2 separate regions of the Mus musculus genome follow, and region 2 is linked to region 1. A link is a contact called in public HiChIP or PLAC-seq data. All regions are on one chromosome and are shown on one strand. Each heading gives the region's core, a stretch centred on a gene start, on an enhancer-like site or on the middle of the called end of the contact. The rest is flanking DNA. Distances are from core to core; before and after follow the strand shown. Region 1 overlaps Hnrnpr (heterogeneous nuclear ribonucleoprotein R). Region 2 overlaps Kdm1a (lysine (K)-specific demethylase 1A).

Evidence for each region. HiChIP or PLAC-seq counts read pairs in DNA pulled down with a chosen protein or histone mark.
Region 2: a CTCF HiChIP or PLAC-seq map of the NIH/3T3 cell line shows a contact between it and region 1, with 6 read pairs. The contact joins two enhancer-like sites. A contact is called at or near these places in 6 of 39 promoter capture datasets (the C10 cell line, the HPC-7 cell line, cranial neural crest and 3 more), 1 of 15 datasets of contacts at CTCF or cohesin (the NIH/3T3 cell line), 1 of 484 Hi-C or Micro-C datasets (bone marrow-derived macrophages), 15 of 115 datasets of contacts at active chromatin or transcription factors (the 230-238 cell line, the SCID.adh cell line, bone marrow-derived macrophages and 8 more) and 3 of 9 other capture datasets (adipose tissue, liver and pancreatic islet).

The regions. Positions count from the first base shown.
Region 1 is chr4:136,328,836-136,336,054 of GRCm38.p6, forward strand. It overlaps Hnrnpr (heterogeneous nuclear ribonucleoprotein R), which reads left to right. Exons shown (of 11, transcript NM_001277121.1): 7 at 531-666; 8 at 3,563-3,768. Among named protein-coding and RNA genes, the nearest start is that of 9130020K20Rik, 15 kb to the right of the region's middle. Within about 2 kb of position 4,571, at least 17 of the 459 cell types and tissues checked have an H3K27ac peak or open chromatin away from gene starts, as enhancers often do. A contact at or near this core is called in the NIH/3T3 cell line, where this site is marked.
Region 2 is chr4:136,593,711-136,600,929 of GRCm38.p6, forward strand. The region is part of intron 1 of Kdm1a (lysine (K)-specific demethylase 1A); the gene reads right to left. Among named protein-coding and RNA genes, the nearest start is that of Kdm1a, 5.4 kb to the right of the region's middle. Within about 2 kb of position 4,996, at least 44 of the 459 cell types and tissues checked have an H3K27ac peak or open chromatin away from gene starts, as enhancers often do. A contact at or near this core is called in the NIH/3T3 cell line, where this site is marked.

The DNA of each region.
Region 1 (7,219 bases), core at 3,321-5,820:
ATCTATATCTAATTTCATCCTCAAGGACTCAGAATAAATAAAAATAAATAATTTTCAGGTATTCCTTCTGAAATTCTCTGGAAGGGAATGTAGATAAAATTGAAATAAGTCAGCAGTGATGGTGCATGCCTTTAGTTCTAGCACTTGGGAGGTAGAGAATTGCAGGTGGATTTCTGAGTTCTAGGACAGCCTGATCTACACTGAGTTCTAGGGCAGCAAGGGCTATACAGGGCAGCAAGGGCTATACAGAGAAACCATGTCTCAAAAACAAAACAGAGAGAGGGAGAGAGAGAGAAAGGTGTGTTAAAATGAATAGCTTTGATCCCCTTTTTATATGGATGAACAGTAGAGGTTACAGAACTAAGCTATAACTGGGGATTGTAACGAATTCAAAATCTACACTCATGTTTCAGCAAGTGTGAGGGAGCTTGGTGAGTGTTTGATCTTAAATTGTGGGGCTCTTTAGATTAATATTAGTTGTCCTCAGTCTGGGATGGTTTGGGGGTCTCTGGTTCTTTTCTTCTTTGCAGTGTGACAGCTATGAGATTCGCCCTGGTAAACACCTGGGAGTGTGCATTTCTGTGGCAAACAACAGACTTTTTGTTGGATCCATTCCAAAGAATAAAACTAAAGAGAACATTCTGGAAGAGTTCAGTAAAGTCACAGGTAAAAAAAATGCATTTCGAAGTTGGTTTGTGGGGATCTGTTGCATTATTTATAAATATAAATGCTCTCCCAAAAGGAGATAGCTATAATAAACTTAGAGTTCAAGTTTCCTATGTATCAGTTGCTTCTTTCTGCTTTAATAGTAGTTGGACTAAATAAATGTCTAAGTAGTATTGATTTCATGGAATTTCCTTTTCACTTTGTCTTAATCGCATCTTGTTTTTTGTCAGAGCCTTTGCTCTCTAGCTCTCAAGTGGAAGCTTTTTCCTCCAATAACTTTTTAGGATTCGGGAGAAGACAGTTCTCATTTCTGGTTAGCCTGACTACATAACTTTATTTAAAGATTCTAATTGAATCCATGCAGTTGATTGAGAAGTATATTTTATACCACAGGTCCACATACTTAAATATATAACTGGGATGCATGCTTGTATTCTTAGCACTTGGAGGTTAGGAGTTTAAAAAAAGCTTAACTCAAGAACAGTCTGGGATACATGAGATTCTATTTCAAAAAGCAAAGCAGAAGACTATATGTATAATGTGAAAGAACTGAATAAGATTATACCTTGCCTATACCTACTTTCCATTCATTTTCACTTTTTATGTGGGTGTTGAGGCGTTGAACTTAGATTCTCTTGCTTTCACAGCAAGCACTCTTTCCACTGAGCCATTTCCCTACAGCGTTCAAAGGCCTGAAGTTTGCAGCGTAGACCAGGCTGGCCTTGAATTTACAGAGATTTAGCTGTCTCCACCTCCAGAGTGCTGGAATTAAAGGAGTGTGCCACCACGCCTGGCCTGCTCATTTTATTTTATTTATTATTTTTTTAAGATAGTTTTTGTTTGTTTTGTTTTGTTTTTAGTAAAGCTTAAGATCTTGACTCTTACTTTGGTACAAACCCAAAATAGGAACAATTTTTAGACATTGGAGTTCATTGTTATAAGGCTGTACTTCAATGTCCCTCACATCACCAAAGGATTTTACCTCCATAGTAGCTAAGAGTTGACGAGTCTGCGGTGTCAAAGGATGAATTGTAGGCACAGTTATAGGATACAGATTTCCTGCTTATGATCAAAGCTTTTAGACTGAGTGAGCATTTTACTTTTTAAATGTTGAGATTGCACAAGTGAGATGGCTCAGCTAATAGAGGTATTTTTACTGCAGGCCTCAGGATCTGAGTTCAACTCCCAGATTACAAAAATTAGAGAGAACCCACTCATTCGAGTTGTTCTTTGACGTGTACAGATGGATGCTGCCATAGGAGGAGTATCTGCTGATACACACTGGCATGCTTGCTCCCCCCACCCCCGTGAGTGTGTGTGTGTGTCTGTCTGTCTCCCTTCTTTTTCTCTTCGTTTTCCTTTCTTCATGCACATGAATGAATGAGACAAAGAAAGGGAGGGAAAGAAATGGTGAGATTATGATTTGAAAACACTGTTTTAAGATCATGACTTCCTCTTATAAAACCCACTATATTCTTTATGCTTTGTCATCCAGTCATACTGTCTTCTCCCTTTACTTAAACCTATCATTTATTATTCTGGTTTTACCCTTTTTTAACTTAAAGGTTGCCCCATATTAGTTCTTCTTCAGCCCTAAGTTGATTTATTCTTAGTACTCTGATTCATTCATTCACCCATTCATTCATTTTTAGTTTTTCAAGACAGGGTTTCTCTGTGTAACCCTGGCTATCCTAGAACTTGCTCTGTAGACCAGGCTGGCCTTGAAATTACAGAGATCCACCAGCCTCTGCCTCTCGAGTGCTAGGATTAAAGGTGTGCATCACCACCACCCGTGTACTGTAAAATCTATATAGATGACTTATCTAAGGCCAAACTTCAGTTCTATACTATCTAGAATAGATCCTGGATCTTTTCTTCAGAAATTCTATTCAGTCTGAAACCTTAATTTCCATTACCCATAAATTGTTCTACTGACTATTTATACAGTGATTCTTTTCTCTTTGTGTCCTTCTACTCATCCCTCCAAGTGCTTTCCAAAAGATTGATATATATCAAGTGTCCAAGTCAAGAAGTAACTTAATACTAAAGTAACTGATAGAAAACTCATGTTTGTTAAAACAAATTAAAAGTAGAATTATATGAGCTATCATTAGGATTAGTAGTAGTAGGTTAGACCATGGATCAGGGTAGATGGTAAAAAGTAAATGTGCTGGATCTGGACAGTAGAGATGATATAAAAGAATTACTATTTTCTGGCTTGAGGATTTAGCTGGTAGATGACAGATAGGGAAGCCTTGGGAAAATACACTTTGGGTATAATAGTGCTGTTTTGGACATGTGAAATTGGTCCAAGGCATTTTAAGAATCTCACAGAAATCTAGGCTAGAAAAAGTTTTGTTTAAAAGGCTATAGGAAGTGCTTACGGTAAGCTCATGTGATTTAGAAAGGACATGTGGAGGGACAAAGGACAAGGTCCAAGGACTGGACATGAATGGTCACCGAGCATCCTCGCTCATAGTAAAACTAGCTTTTGTGCTGGATATAAGAAAGGTAGGTTGTTTTGTTTTATTTCTGTTTTGTATTTTTGCCTATGACTAGTTGTTGAGAGTTAGTTCTTTTGCATTTGTGTAAGTAATTTTAATCTTGAGGTCCTAATAATGCCTTTATAGATTATGAGGTCATGTTTTATCATTAATTACAAAATTTCATAGTAGCTGGACCTACTTGAAGAACTCTAAAATTGACAGAACACATACTACTGTCCCAAACTCTGCATCGAGTAATGCTGGTGTGGTGTTTACTGTTGGGAGGCTTCTTCAGTCATTTTGTTTGTTTGTTTGTTTGTTTGCTCATTGGCGAGTGGATTTAGGCCTGCCTAATCACTAGACGTGTGGTGGATGCTTTTGGCTTATATATCTGGCTGTTGGTTTAACAGAGGGTTTGGTGGACGTTATTCTCTATCATCAACCCGATGACAAAAAGAAGAATCGGGGGTTCTGCTTCCTTGAATATGAGGATCACAAGTCAGCAGCACAAGCCAGACGCCGGCTGATGAGTGGAAAAGTCAAAGTGTGGGGAAATGTGGTTACAGTAGAGTGGGCTGACCCCGTGGAGGAGCCGGATCCAGAAGTCATGGCAAAGGTAAATACAGAATGTAGCTGTTCACTGTAACTGCTTAGAAAAGCAAAAAGTAGCTGATGCAGCACTAACCCGGTAGCCTGTCCTAGCATTTGCTCAGTTTCCTCCAGATCAAATGTGTCAAAACAACTGAAATCTAGTTTCTTCAAATAAGTGTTTCATACACACCGAGCATTTATTTGATGTTAGGACCATAAAACATACAAAATGTTGGTAATAATAACTATTTTATTGTTGTTATTTTGGGGGGTGGTCTCCCCATAGAGCTCAGACTCATTGGGGACTTACTGTAGCCCAGGTTGGCTTCTTAGAATCCTCTTGCTCCAGACTCCAGACATGAACTAGCTCCCGCGGTGAATTTTATTACATGGCTTTGAATTACATTTTATTTGAATTTATAGTTAATTTATTTTAATGTATCTAGTTACTCTTAGAGTATTGTCCCTGTGAAAAAAGACCAAAGCTTGTCATGCTTGCCGATATTTGGTAAAATAGACGTGACATATCTCCAGAGAGCAGGTCCTCAGGTTCTCATTGTCCAGTTCTGAGACTTCTTTCAATGGTTCCTGGAGCTGAAGGGATTTACTTATCTGCTTGCAGTAAGTTTATGTAGTTCACTTACGGTTCTTTCCTCAGGGAGGCAACTTGATCAGTGCCCGTAAGTTAGTGTTTGGATCTTTGACTGACAGAGGCAAAATGCTCACTTGGACTAGTTTGGAGGATTCTGGTTTATATTAGTATGGTGTGTTAGAATGTTATCTTTGTATGTACAGGCATTTTTGGGCTAAGCAGAGATGATTCATTGAAAAGAATTTGAGAGGCTCTCAGGAATTGTGCTTTCTGTTTTTCTGTCTCACATTCCTTGAGTAGATGAGTGTCCGGGGAGGGAGTAGGAATCTAAATAGTCCTAGTTCTTTCTTTCCTATTTTTTCTTTTTAATTGCTTGATTTCAGTCTTCATTGTTTGTGGCAGTACAGTGTGACTTTGTGCTAACTACTGGACCTTGGATGTCATGTGTTTTATTTGGACTGGATAAGTCTCTTTAGCTCACTACAGCTTTGAGTACCTGTAAGACAAAACATAGCTTCTACTGCTTTTTAAAAATAAAAGTGGGGCTGGTGAGATGGCTCAGTGGGTAAGAGCACCCGACTGCTCTTCCGAAGGTCCAGAGTTCAAATCCCAGCAACCACATGGTGGCTCACAACCATCTGTAACGAGATCTGATTCCCTCTTCTGGAGTGTCTGAAGACAGCTACAATGTACTTACATATAATAAATAAATAAATCTTAAAAAAAAAAAAAAAAAAAAAAGTAAAAAAGTGTATTATATATTGGGAGCAGTAAAATTCCCAGAAATTTCAAGATAAAACTAGTAATTTTGCTTTATCAATCACTTGTCACTCGCTCCTGATAACCTTTCAAGTGGAAGTTCAAACGAAACCCTACTACCTCTACCTAGTAGTAACATTCCTGGCTATTTTCGAACTTGCTTTGTAGACCAGGCCGGCTTCAAACTCAGAGATCTGCCTGTCTCTGTCTCCTGAGTACTGGGACTAAAGGTGTGCATCGCCACTCAGGACCTCCGGAAAAGCAGTTAGTGCTCTTAACTGCTGAGTTATCTTTCCAGCCCCTAAATATTCTTTTTTGAATATTTAAATTATATTCTTGCAGTCCTAGAGTTAAAACACAGGACATGGCAGTGCTTAGGAAGTGCTACACAAATAAGACAACGCTAAGACTGCTGAACATTGTAAGCCTAGCTCCAAGCTTGTTTGTGTCTTGTTTTGGTGCTGTGGGTCAAACTGACAGCCTCATACATGTGAGGAAACCTTCCACCACTGAGTTAGTTACACGTCGGTCCAGGAAGTTCCTTTTCTGTTCAGAGGTGAATAAACGAGTAGAAGCCGCTTAGTCAAGAAGCTAGGTCTCAGTCTCACAGCGGAAAGTTGTTCTCCTTCTCAGTTTTGTATTGTTTTGTTTTTGAGACAGGGTTTCTCTGTGTAGCCCTGGTTGTACAGGAACTCATTATATAGATCAGACTAGTCTCAAACTCACAAATTCACGTTCCTCTCTTAGCATCATGTCCCCCACTTTGCCCAAAAGAAGTGCTAGGACTAAAGGTGTGTGCTACTATGCCTGGACTCAAATCTTTCTGACTCCTACAGCTTTTTATCTGAGTAATAGTTTGTTTAGTAGGTATGTTGTTTTTTCTTGAATAGTTTCTTAATTCAAGTATTAAAAAATTACACAGAAAAGTATACACAATTCCACTTTCTACGTCTATCTTGACTCCTGTAAGGCACCCAATTTTAGTGTTGTCTTAGACAAGTATAGGCAAATAAAAGTATGTTATTTTCCTTAATTCTTAGATAAGTGGCTGTAGGTAGCCTTTTGTGTTTATTAATCTGTATTTGCTTTATTCACCATTCTGTTTGATCAGCTCTGGGAAGATAACTGTATTATTGTTTATAACACTAAACCGTCACATGGTACTGCCAGTTAAATTGGCATTCTGGGAACTCATCTGGTGACTGCATTGTATCTCTCCTTCAGAGATGTGAAGCAGTGGGAAAGAAAGGCTCTCTGTCAGCTCATAGAGCCCCTCTTAGTTTGTGGTCTCCACAGCACACTCAGCTCTATATATGCATTGGATTATTTCTAATCTTTTGTTCTAAGTATAGTAAGTAAGCCTGTGCTATGTGCTGATACAGGGCAGACACGTTGTAGACAGACACTTAGGAGAGAACTGTAGTTCAAAGGGAAATGCAGTTACTAAGATTCTCCCATGCTTGCTTTTATAGCAGGTGTGCTTTATACTTGACAAAATAGAATGTGATCAAACTTGTATTTTGCTCAGTGCTGTTAATAGGTTTGAGTGTTTAATATATGTGGCTTTACATGTATTTCTTTATGAATCATGTAGTCATGAGTTTTGCGTATTTTTCTTATTTTCTGATGCTTCTCTGGTATAAGTTGTGAATTTTTTCATACTTGTCACTTGTCTTCTGACTTTGTTTATGATAGCTTTGTCATAGGTAGTGCCATTCCTTCATTTGGGCTCTAGGTTCTAGGTCACAAGCTGCTTCACATCCACACTTTATTTATATTTGTGAATTTAAAAATTTTAATTTTCTGAGATTATATCATTTCCCCTTCTCTCACACCAATACTTTATAAATAGATCACCCTTGCTTTCCTTTAACATACAGCCCCACATTACTTTTTTACATTTTTAATCTGTTTGGAGTTTCTCTTGGTGTATATTGTAGAAAATAGACCAACTTTCTTTATTTCTCCATTAATGTCACTCTTACTAAATGATTTAATTAAGCATTGTAGTTTGTTTGTCTTTCTTCCCAGCTCTAGTAAGTCTTTTCTTGTATAGTTTTTACATGACTATCCACAGTTTTAGGAGTGAAAATAGGTAAACTTGTTTTAGAGGGTACTTTGGAGC
Region 2 (7,219 bases), core at 3,746-6,245, 270 kb after region 1:
TTTAATTGATATACTGAGGACAGATGGCCCAACCTAGCTTGTTAGACCTGCCAGGGCCCAGGCCTTAATGCTGACATCTTCAGTAACACCTTTATAAAACCTCAAACTAATTTTGATTATGCAATTTCATGATATTTTTAAGTGAGAGGCCCCCATACTAGACAATCTTTAGGCAATAAAACAGTATCTATATATACCTCAAAATTCTTAAAGCCAGTCTACAGTGTAGGAAGACCTACCCCCACACATTGTACCAAATAGCTTGTAGGTGCCCCTGCATTTCCAATTTTAATTGCTCGCCCCCCCCCCTGCTCCCCAGACTTAGGTGCTAGCTGAATATTTGGCATTGTCCTCTCTACAGCCCATTACCAGCTTTCTATATGTAAATGTTTATCCTTCCTCACCTGATCTCTGAGATTAAGTTAAAAAGCAAGCGGCCAAAAGCAACAATCAACAAGGCCAATGAGCAACTCAAAGAGATGGATCTAGAGTTGCCCAGCAGCTGACTGGTTCAGACTGGAATGTGGCTTTTTGGAGAAAAAAAGAGCTGGGGAAGGAGAGGGGCAGATGACTGGGCAAAAGTAGACAGAGTACTGAGGGAATGAAGCAGGGAGTTTAAGAGATTAAGAGTAACTTAGAGACTCTCAGGACTAAATGGGGGTGACCTTAGCCAAAATGCCCCAATCTCCTTAGGGAGAGGGAACTGAAGAGCCCACCTCCAGTAGATAGACAGGGCCTCAAGTAGAGGGACTGAGTTACTAAACCTCAGTTAAAATTTCTGACCCAGAATTGTTCCTATCTAAAAAGAACTGCAGGGACAAAAATGGAGAAGAGACTGAAGGAAAGATGGTCCAGTGACAGGCCCAACATGGGATCCATCTCATGGGGGGCTGAAGGAGAAGGGGTTAGGAGGGGCACCAAGGCCTGACACTATTACTGATGCTATGATGTGCTCCCAGATGGGAATCTGGCTGGCATGGCTGTCCTCTAAGAGGTCCTACCAGCAGCTGAGACAAAAGCAAATACTTATACCCAACCACTGGACTGAAATAGGGGGCTCCTATGGTTGAATTAGGTGAAGGATTGAAGCTGAAAGGGAGGGTGCCCCAGAGGAAGACTAGCAGTCTCAACTAACCCAGACCCCAGGGGAGCTCCCAGAGACTGAGCCACCAACCTCAAGCATACGCGGCCCTGGCACATAAATAGCAGAGGTCTGTCCCGTCTGGCTTCAATGGGAGAAGATGTGCTTGATCCTCAAGAGACTTGAAGTCCAAGGAAAGGGGGATGGCCTGGGGGGAGGGAGCACCTTTTCAAAGGCAAGAGGGAGGAAGAATGGGATGAGGAATTGTGGGAAGCAGGACAGGAGGGGAGAGAAACAACTGGAATATAAACAAATATTTAAAATTAAAAAAAAAAAGAGTAACTTAGTGGGGATGCAATGGCAGAAAAGTTAGGTTAGGTTAGATTGTAGCTAAGAGGAAAAGGTCAACAGCTTTATACTTACTATACAAATGTTCCTGCGTCTTTATTATTATTAAACCTCAAGCAGGTCCCCCAAAACCCCACCCCCAATAATACGCCTCAGCTTCCTTTTTAAGAACTTCTCTGTGTGGTGTATATGCACAGGTGTTAATTAAGTACTCTTACACAAGCTAAGGCCAAAGGAGGACACTGGGTGCCCTGCTCCATTACTCTCTGCTCTCTTCCCTACAGGCCTCTCACTGAACCTGAAACTTGGCACACTTCTACTAGCTTCCTGCTGCCTCCACTCCCCTACACGCCGGCGTGGGACCCACATCCACCAGTTTGCTTTCTACTTCTTAAATGGATACACACCATTCCACTCAAGTTACAGGTCACATTAGCTCTAAGTCGGCTATGAAGGGATGAAATTTCTCACCTCTTTCCTACTGCTGCATTTTTTTGTTTTAATTTATTTTTCATCCAAGTATTATTTTTATTTATTTGGGGAGGGGGGATTTTTGAGACAGAGTTTCTCTGTACAGCCCTAGCTGTCCTATAACTCACTCTGTAGACCAGGTTGTCCTCAAACTTAGAAATCCGCCTGCCTCTGACTCCCAAGTGCTGGGATTAAAGGCGTGCGCCACCACAGCCTGGCTGTCCAATTATTTTTGTGCACCATACATGCATTGTTCACTTAGGCACTGGGTCTCCTGAGCTGGAGTTACAGGAGGGCTGTGTGCCACCATTTGGGTACTAACTACTGAGCCATCTCTCTAGCTCCACATCCTTGCTTCTAGCTGTCCCAAAATAAACACATATCTTATGTTTCTTTTGAAAGTTTTAAGAACTGGGCTGGAGAGATGGCTCAGTGGTTAAGAGCACTGACTGCTCCTCCAAAGGTCCTGAGTTCAAATCCCAGCAACCACATGGTGGCTCACAACCACCCATAATGAGATCTGGCACCCTCTTCTGGTGCATCTGAAGACAGCTACAGTGTACTTAGATATAATAATAAATAAATCTAGAAAGAAAGAAAGAAAGAAAGAAAGAAAGAAAGAAAGAAAGAAAGAAAGAAAGAAAGGAAGGAAGGAAGGAAGGAAGGAAGGAAGGAAGGAAGGAAGGAAGGAAGGAAGTTAGAAAGTTTAAGAACTGACCATAGAGTTAGGAAATGGCTCCTGGGATAAAAGCACAAACAATAGAGATAGAAATGAAGACCAGACTCCCCAGCACCCATATAAAAGGTGGTCAAGAATGAATGCCCACATGTAATCCCAATGCTCAAGATACACAGGGGATCCTTGGAGTAAGCTGACGAGACAGGGCACGCAAAATCAAAAATGCAAGATGTCTGGGGTTCAGAAAATAAAATATACAGCCGGGCGTGGTGGCGCATGCCTTTAATCCCAGCACTTGGGAGGCAGAGGCAGGCGGATTTCTGAGTTCCAGGCCAGCCTGGTCTACAAAGTGAGTTCCAGGGCAGCCAGGACTATACAGAGAAACCCTGACTCAAAAAACAAAAAAAAAAACCAAAAACCAAAACAAAACAAAAAAACACACAAAAAAAAGTATAAAGTAGTTAAGGAAGACACGCATTATCACCCCTGGCTTCCACATGCATGCAAACATAAGCACACACACACATACACAGCACACACCAAAAAAACAAAAGGGCAAATCAAGATGGAAAAACAGGAATTAAACCCAAGAGAGTTACAAAGGCATCAATCTTATAGAATTTTCCCAACTGATCAACAGATTTGATATAGTTTCAACAAAACTCCCTGTGCTGAGCCTAAGAAGTCAGTAAAATTCACAGCCTGGAGAATCCCTGGGACTTGCTGTCATCAGGCTCAAAGAAAAATCTTGGACTAAAAAATAATTTGGAGAAATGATTGAGGAAGACACCTCTGCTTCTATACAAACATAAACACATACATATATACATATGTACTACTGACATGCACACAAACATGTGTACATAGGTGCCCTAACAAACAACCCCCAAAACATGCCATTTGCGCTTTTTTTTTAAGTATAACATAGTTTTATAATTCCTATGAAAAGATCAATCAACATGATCTTCAACAAGAGTTGAAGAGTTCACACATCTTATATAAAAACACAGTAACCAAAACAGCGGTAGTGGCATTACAGGAAAACACATGGTTGGGACCAAAAAATATTCCTTACATGCAACCCTGGGAGTAACAGAATAAGTCAAATATATAAATTGGACCTAATTAAAGTTTAAAAGTTTTGAAACTAGAATAAAAAATAAATCTTACTTTAAAACGATCTTTTAAACCCATTAAAAAAAAAAAAAAAACGAGCCAAGAATGTGACTAAGTAGAGCTGGGGATATAGATATAGCTCAGCTAGTATAGCGCCTGCCTACCACAGTGGATGCCCTGGATTTGATCCCCAGAGCCAGATAAGAATGGGTATAAGTGACACACACCAGTAATCCCAGCACTGCAATTACGTGGTGGATGCAGGGCTGAATATGGCCTTTAGTCCCAGCACTCAGGTAGAGGCAGGTAGATCTCTGTTGAGTTTGAGGCTAGCCTAGTCTACAAATTGAATTCTAAGACAGCCAGGGCTGTTCTACTGAGAAACCAAAACCCTATGTCAACAAAACAAAACAAACAAAAGGTGGGTGCAAGTGATCAGAAACTTAAGGTTATCCTCAAGTACACAGGGAAATAATGAGTTTAAGACCAGCTTGGTTTGTCCTTTAAAGGGGGGGGACACTACAAACTTTTAAAAATAGCTCTCTTGCATACAAATATAAAAAAAACAAAAACCATGTTCAACATCATTAGCCATTATGAAAATGAACATGTCTACAATGAAAGAGCATTTCAACTTTACAAAGATGGCTATAAAAAGACAGACAATGGTAAGCACAGACAAAGATATGGAGAGATAGCACCCACATACATTGCTAAGGAAAAGGTGAAACTGTAGCTGCTATTTTAGAAAAACACTTGGTAGCAATTCCCCACAAGAGAAAAGCAGAATTCACATGTGGTTCACAGATTATAATCAGGTATTATGTAAGAGTAAACTTTATTTCCTCAGATGTCATTGTGTCTCAGAGGCTTACTAAGTGAACTCACCCTTTCTAGTGCATGCTCGACTACAGCTGGCTGGTTTAACCCATGTCCCGCCCAAACTCCTCTCCAAGCTAACTGATTCAAACTGGCTTCTTGGCCTCTCACTAAATTGCTCTGCTTAACCTCAAACTAATTCTGGCAATCTGTTCTAACCTGGCTCCTTCTCATGCCGGACAAGCCGGAGCTTGTCTATGTTCACCTGCAGCCTGTCTCTGTAAAACTGCCTCGCTCCCTCCCCCTGGGCTGCTCTCCTGAGTTACCATGCTTTCCTGTGCTGTTCTAGTGAGTGTTGGGCACATCCTATCTCTGACTCATTCTGTTGAGTCTTTCTGACTCGCAATTAGATGTCATTCTCAAAGACGGCTCTTCCTTCTACAAACTGACTTTACACACTGTTTGGGATTCATGGTGTGTACTAAGGGGAATGTCTTATTTCAGACAGAGTGATGTCTTTCCAGCTGACTCACACAGACCTAGAAGGTCTCTGAATGTGATCCCTTGCCAGAGCAGTCATATTGCTAGATTAAAATTCCTCTACAGGGCTGGAGAGATGGCCCAGTGGTTAAGAGTACTGACTACTCTTCCAGAGGTTCTAAGTTCAATCCCAGCAACCACATAGTGGCTCACAACCATCTGTAATGGGATCCAATGCCCTCTTCTGGTGTGTCTGAAGATAGTGACAGTGTACTCACATACATGAAATAAATAAATAAATAAATCTTTAAAAAAAATTCCTCTACAGTCTTACAAGAGACTTGAAAACACATGGTTGCATGTTTTACATTACTGTTCACAGCTACCTTATACATAACAGGAAAAAAAAACTGGGCTGTAGTGGCGCACCCCTTTAATCCCAGCACTTGGGAGGCAGAGGCAGGCGGATTTCTGAGTTCAAGGCCAGCCTGGTCTACAAAGTGAGTTCCAGGACAGCCAGGGCTACACAGAGAAACCCTGTCTTGAAAAAAAAAAAAAGAGAGAGAGAGACACCCCCAAAAAAAGGTCCATACTAAAGGCAATAAATAAACAAACAAACAAATAAATAAAAATCAAAGAGCCACATATACTGAGACTGCATAGAGAATGTTCAGAACAGGTAACTCCATACAGTCAGACTGTAGACCAGTGATTGCCAGGAGCTGGAGGTAGGGAGATGAGAAAAGACAACTAGAATACAAGTACCTCTGTAGAAGCCAGGCAGTGGTGGCACATACCTTTAATCAGAGCACTCAGGAGGCAGAGGTAGACAGATTTCTGAGTTCGAGGCCAGCCTGGTCTACAAAGTAAGTTCCAGGACAGCCAGGGCTATACAGAGAAACCCTGTCTCAAAAAAAAAAAAAAAAAAAAAAACAATCAAACAAAAAAACCCAGGTGTCTCTGGGAAACAATGAAATGTTCTAAACTGACTGTGGTGGTGTTTTTATCTTATGATTACATAATTTATTTTATTTTTAATGAGTTTTTTAAAGATGTATTTATTTATTATATGTAAGTACACTGTAGCTGTCTTCAGACCTCCAGAAGAGGGTGTCAGATCTCATTATGGATGGTTGTGAGCCACCATATGGTTGCTGGGATTTGGAACTCAGGATCTTCGGAAGAGCAGTCACTGCTCTTAACCGCTGAGCCATCTCTCTAGCCCCAGATTACATAATTTAAAAGCAACATTGACACATTATCTCAAATCTGTTTTGAGATTGATTCATTCATTCATTCACTCATTATGTATACAGTGTTCTGACTGCATGTATGCTTGCATGCCAGAAGAGGGCACCACATCTCATTATAGATGGTTCTGTGCCACCATGTGGTTGCTGGGAATTAAGCTCAGGACCTCTGGAAGAACAGCCAGCAATCTTAACTTCTGAGCCATCTCTCCAGACCTCAAATCTGTTTTTAAGTTATCTGTTTCTGGACATGACTTGATAAAACGGGTTCCTACTGGACTCTGCCTTCCTTCATGTCCAAGGTTGAAGTCAACCTCTGTGCTTTTCTAATGCCTTTAATAAAATCAAACAAACAAACTAACGCAGGCGGTTTGAAATGTATTCAGATTATCTTGGGGGCAGGGCGTCACTGTGTGCCTTTGCCTTCCCACATGCACTTTCTTCAGTTTTAAGAGGATTCTAGTTTTGTGGATTTTAAGAACATGTTTGGTAGGTTTCCTTATAGCATTTTCATACATCATTGGTTTTGGTTGACCCTTCCTCTCCATCTCTGCTAAAACTATTCCAGTATCCCCAATACTCCTCCTTTCTAATGCATGTCTGATAATCCCTCCTCCCCCAACAGGCCTTTCCCCCAAATCCAAATGACTGAGCAGTGAGTATGAAGGTCTCAAGCAGGAAGCTGAAGGCTCTCCAGTAACACATCCCACCGCCCTGGAAAATGATACCCAGCAGCCTGGCACAGTGTAGGGACCACTCTGGAAGCCTAGGTCAGACTATGTGTTGAGCATAGGAATCTGAGATCTTACGAGCAACATAACAAGATATTTGTTAATCAAAAACAAAACAAACCAGGCCTACTGAGGCAGGTCTAGAATCCCAGTCACTTGGGAGGCTGACCCAGGAGGTTCACAAGTTCAAGCACTGTTTAAGCCACAAGATAAATTTAGGGCCAATATAGTTTCAAAATAAAAA